Regions from separate parts of the Sus scrofa genome. Here region 2 is linked to region 1. A link is a contact called in public Hi-C data. All regions are on one chromosome and are shown on one strand. The core of a region is the stretch at or near the end of the contact, and the rest is flanking DNA. Distances in the headings are between cores, read along the strand shown. Region 1 holds the start of TF (transferrin). Region 2 holds the start of SRPRB (signal recognition particle receptor subunit beta).

Region 1 (2,700 bases), core at 69-2,568:
CGAACAACATTTCATTTCCTTAGCAAACATTCACCCTTTGCACGAGAAGAGGGGGCAGAATAAAGAGTAATGGTGGGCTAAAATGATAAGACTGACAGCGATCTAAGCCACTGCAGTGACAATGCCAGCTCCTTAACCTGATGCAGCACAACAGAACTCCAGCATTCACTATTTACAACAGCCCAAACTTGAAACTTCCATCATTAACAGGAAAGATAAACAGTGGGCCCTGCATACACAATTTGGGGTCATACACAATACCCAAATCCCTGGAAGGGCAACGATGCACAACAACATAGATGCACCTTACAAATACAACCTTAAGTAAAAGAAACCAGATGCAACATTGTACATACTATAAGATTCCATCCCTATAAAGTTAAACAATCAGCAAAATTAGTCTACTGTTGCTGGAAATCAAGATAATGGATATGATGTGGCCAGAGCCACTTCAGTGACAACAGGATATCCTCAATAGGCTGTGCCACAGAGGAACTCCAACCGCCTGTTTCTAGATGTGAATGCTGGTTATAAGGATGTGCCCACTTGGTGATAATTCATAAGTAAGAATAGTCAGAATATGTGAAGTTGTATGTATGCATGTAAGACTCTATCTAAATTTGAAAGACTTCCCCCAGATAGAGGTCACAGATTATAGGAGGATAGGGCTGCAGGGTGCAGGGGCGAGTAGAAGGAGCACTTCCTGGGTTCAGCGCTTCACCACCCGACCTCAAGCTTCAGAAGAGGGTTGCCAGGGACCGCGTCACGGGGAAGGAGTGCTGCAGAGCTTCTGGGAGGGCCCTGGAGAGGGCTACCGAGACGCTTCGGAGTAGTCCTAGGATCCCTGAAGATTGTGTTCACTACATTGTGTATACGCGTGCGCATTCTTTCCTGGGGGACGGGTCCACAGTTTTTACCTCCTGGACCGACCCTCAGTCCCAAGGAGTCTGTGTTCAAAGCATCTAAGAGCTGTTTGTCTACACGACGGTCTGGGGGTCAGGGAACCTGCATTCGAGTAGCTAACCTGGGACCCAGGCAGTCACTCTCGTCTTGGGCCTCAGTTTCTCTCTCTGCGGCGTAAGGCGGTCATTACTTCGGGCTCCGAGGTTGCAGGGGCTCGTACCTCCGGGTTGCGGACCCTTAGCCCGCGAGCGGAGATCCAGCCTCGCAGTCCCCGGCCCGAGGCAGAGGGTGCAGTGGAGGCTCTCGGGCAAGGTGTAGGGGTGTGGCGAGCGCAATCAGCCCGGAAGGGCGAACCTTTTGGAGGAGGCGGATCCGCCCCCTCTCGGGCAAGTAACAGCTGGCAGAGTCCAGGGGAGCCGGGTCGGTGTCGCGCGCCGCTTCACAGAATGAGGCTCGCTTTCTGCGTCTTGCTGTGCGCGGGGTCCCTGGGTGAGTGAGCACTGGGAGCCGGGTGGGGGCTGGCCCTCTAGGGTAGGGACCGGGTGCCAGCCGAGAGTCAGCTCCCGAGCGACACTGCGCTGCCTGGTCTAAGCGGCTTCAAAGCAGCGCGGCGTCTGGTTGACTCCGAACTGCCTCCCACTCGCTGGTAGTGGTACATCCGTGCACCTGACAACTTTCACCCTTGCAGAAACCCTCCAGCACCGGGCAGGGGTTCACAAACCATCACCCGCCAGCCAAGTCCGCCAGCCCCGTCTGATAAACAGCTGAGTTGAGCTACATTTTTCCATGGGTGAAAGAAAATAAAAAGAATAGTTTTGACACGAGAGACTTACATGAAATTCAAATGTCAACATCCATGAATGTAATTTCATTGGAACGCGATCCTGCTCATGCAGGTCAGTATCGTCCATGGCTGCTTCCAGGCTTTAAGGGCAGAGGTGCATAGTTGCCACAGAGAGTGTAGGGCCTACAAAGCTAGTAACTGACTAGCTTTACAGAAAAAGTTCATAACCTCTGGCCTGGAGGGTGTTAATCCTGTTTACAGTGAGGGAAATGGTCAGCAGAGAGAAGGGATTTTTCCCAGGGCTCACAACTAAGAGGGAGAGGGGCACGCGTCAGGTAAGCTTGTCATGTCAGATATCTAGCTAGAAGGATTGTTCCTGCTCTGAACTGTATGATGCCAGCTTCCATTTGTACCACGCACCAGGGAGGAGGAGGAGGAATATAGGGGGGAAACAACCACCCTAGAATGGGATCCACCCACCACTCAGTTCCACGGGACTCTGGGTGGTCCAGTGCCTTCTCTGAACTAATTTCCTTTTCACAACACACAGTTGCTGTGCCCAAGGGCACAGGTGAGTTATCACTGGAAAAAATCCGCACGTAAATATTGGGGTCCCCTTTCTGTGTTGGGGTGGCAGGGCTTATGGCTGGGTAACTGTAAGGAAGGTCATGGTGGAAAGCCACTGTGCTCATGCAGGTGGAGATCCCCTCATTCCTTGATTCTACAGCTGGGTTCTATCCAGCCCTGGTTCAGTCAGGTCTCAGGCTGTCTTAAATCATTTCCAAGGTGGGGTATCTATCGTGCAGGGAGGGATAACCCAGTGCTGCCCACCTAGGGCCACAGAGGGAGCTCTGCCGGGTCTGGGGAAGGCTGGCAAGGACCCTACAGTTGTGGTCTAACTGTGGCTGGCCACAAGAAATCCAGAGGCCTCTGGTCTCTCTGGCATTCTTCCTGGTGAACAGGGCTTGTATTGTTTGTTCCATCTCCATCCTCTCTCTTGGCAGTGTCAGGCA
Region 2 (2,700 bases), core at 4-2,503, 110 kb after region 1:
TAGCTGGTCTCCCTGCCTCCAGACTTTTCTGTCTCAAACCGTAGCTCACCATTGATATGCCAATCATCTATTTCATTCTCAGTGACACTTCCTTTTGCATTCTGGCTAAAGTCTAGGTTCCTCAGCATAGCACACAGTCCCTTCAGGTCTGGTTTTTGCCAGCATTTCCTGCTTCATCTCCTCTCACTTCTGCTGAAACGACACCTGCTTGATGACAGAGACTGCAAGCTAGCAGTCCCTAAGCCAGCCACATCTGATGCAATGAGGTATCACAAGTTTTTATTACTTACTATAATTTGAAAAGTGGGAAATTTACCTTAAGAACTTGTCTTTCTGGCATCTCTTGAAAAACTCAAGAGTTGGCCACACTGGTCCCACATTCTTGCCTGAAGAGTGGTGGCTGCCACTTTAGGGTAGGAGTGACAGTATTTGTTGCTGTTGTCTTTTTAGGGCCACACCTGCAGCATATGAAGTTCCCAGGCTAGGGATCTAATCGGAGCTGTAGCTGCTGGCCTAGCCACAGCCACAGGCACACCAGATCCGAGCGGCATCAGCGACCTACACCACAGGTCACGGCAACGCCGGATCCTTTAACCCAATAAAAGAGGCCAGGAATCGAACCCGAGTCCTCATGGTACCCAGTCGGGTTTGTTACCGCTGAACCACGACAGGAACTCCAGGAATAAGTTTTTAATGGCCCTTGCCCCTCCCATTGACTTTCCTGGCTGCTTCCCTTGATGTATTTATCTCAGTTGTAGCTTTCAATTTACAATGTACGGACAATGAATTGCTCATTTTCTTCTGCACAGAGCAACCTTTCTTCTGTTATGCCTGAAGAGCCTAACTCAGTTCCTATCATTTTCCTCCAGGAGCTTTCCCCTGAACCCAGGTGGACTAAGCGACCCTTTCTGCCTTCCCATTCCACGCCTTACATCCTCTGTCACACTTCATGCCACATTACTTTCCGATGAAATGTTTGTGAAACGCTTGAGTTCCTCACAAGTTTCACGAAGGGAGATTTCTTGAGCATTTATTTTATTCTCCCATCATTTTGTCCACGGTCATGGAGACAGCAGAGACATCTGACTCATCTTAAAGGATGAACATGTCACACAAACCTCGGCTGACTGCCCATCTCTCCGTGGGAACACACTGTCCCAGAGAACTACAACTCCCATCAGGACCTTCAGGATCCCGGACTCGGAAAGAGGAAATACAACATAGGAACTACCACTCCCGTGATGCTCCGCTTCGCACGCCTGCGCAGAGCCTAGGGCCACGTCGCTTTTGCAGTGCCGGGTGTAAGTACTCAGACATGGCTTCTGCAGACTCCCGGCGGATGGGGAATGGCGGCAGTATGGGGGGCGCCTTCCATCCCTACCTGGACTCCTTGCGGCAGGAGCTACAGCAGAGGGACCCGACGCTGCTGTCAGTCGTGGTGGCGCTCGTCGCGGTGCTGCTGACGCTAGGTAAAGAGGGGGCTGGTGGATTAGGTGGGTGCAGGGCAGGCGGGGATCCGATCTTGGACTGGGCTGTGCCGACCGCGGACGCGGTGTGGCGGTGCCACCTGGGGGGCGTCTAGAGAGGAAGACTCACTCGATACAACTCCCTGCTTTTCTGCCTGAAGCAGCGTGAGTAGCGCTACGTTAAAGAGGATTTCCCGCGACCCCAGGAGTCAAGTTTCAGTCCTCGGGCATGGGTTACTAGACCCTGTTTTGCCTAGGCACGCGGTTCTCCCCACTTCCATTGCTCTTGTTGCCAAGACTCAAAGGGTCTTCTCTCCAAGTTTGAGCATCCTGTGTTTGAGCTAGAAGCCAGCGATACAGGGTTAATAAAGCCGGATTGCATTTGAAGAGTATGCAGTCGAGGTAGGGGGTGCAGATACAGAAAAGTTGACAGTTAATAGTCGCAGGCGCTCAGCAGAGTTACTAAAATAATGATTATAATGGTGGTAATAACAGAGTAAACTCCAGGTGAATGAGGTGTTCTGTGGTAGACTTCTCTTAATTTTCCCCAACCCAATCACACACGCGTAATCAAGGCGTAATTTTGGTTCTTTTTTTCTATTCCACAGTGTTCTGGAAGTTCATCCGGAGCAGAAGGAGCAGTCAAAGGGCGGTTCTTCTTGTTGGCCTTTGTGACTCCGGGAAAACATTGCTCTTTGTCAGAGTAAATGCTTTGATTTTCACCTTTCTTAAACTTGATAGGAAAACTTAGGGCATCCCATTATTCCTGTGAGGTTTACTGAGCTGATGCTGACAGCTGGGGAGTTAATTCTTGACTCCTTTGGGAAAATGAAAAGACTCTTGAAAAACTCAAAATAACCTGGGATTTCTCTACCATTTCTTTTCTCTTGCACTTGCCAGATACTGACATTTAGCCCTTATCCCATTTAAGGGTTTTATATACTAACTACTTTCATGCCATGGCTAAGGATGCCAGGACAGCTGAAGAGATTACAGTGTATAATTCATTGTGTAACAAACTCTTTTGAGAATTTGTCAAAGGAACTTTTTAAAAGCGTGATTCTCCTTCCACATATTGGGCCACTTAGGCTTCTTTTCATTAATACTTATTTTAATCTACTTAGTATTTTTAAATATTTGGTTTTTTGCTACAGAGAGTAGCAGAGGTTTTCTCCTTATTACTTACTCTTCTTTTTGTTCTGCTAAAGACATATACTCTCTGATCATCTTTGGT

The links. Hi-C and Micro-C count contacts between places; a contact is called where the count stands out from the background.
Region 2: a contact with region 1 is called in a Hi-C map of liver, with 2.9 times the contacts expected there. The contact joins the promoter of SRPRB here to the promoter of TF in region 1. A contact is called at or near these places in 1 of 5 promoter capture datasets (liver) and 2 of 47 Hi-C or Micro-C datasets (embryonic fibroblasts and liver).

What each region holds. Positions count from the first base shown.
Region 1 is chr13:74,861,255-74,863,954 of Sscrofa11.1, forward strand. It overlaps TF (transferrin), which reads left to right and starts at 1,319. Exons shown (of 17, transcript NM_213847.2): 1 at 1,319-1,392. The coding sequence starts at 1,350.
Region 2 is chr13:74,974,777-74,977,476 of Sscrofa11.1, forward strand. It overlaps SRPRB (signal recognition particle receptor subunit beta), which reads left to right and starts at 1,254. Exons shown (of 7, transcript XM_021069470.1): 1 at 1,254-1,469; 2 at 2,075-2,169. The coding sequence starts at 1,316.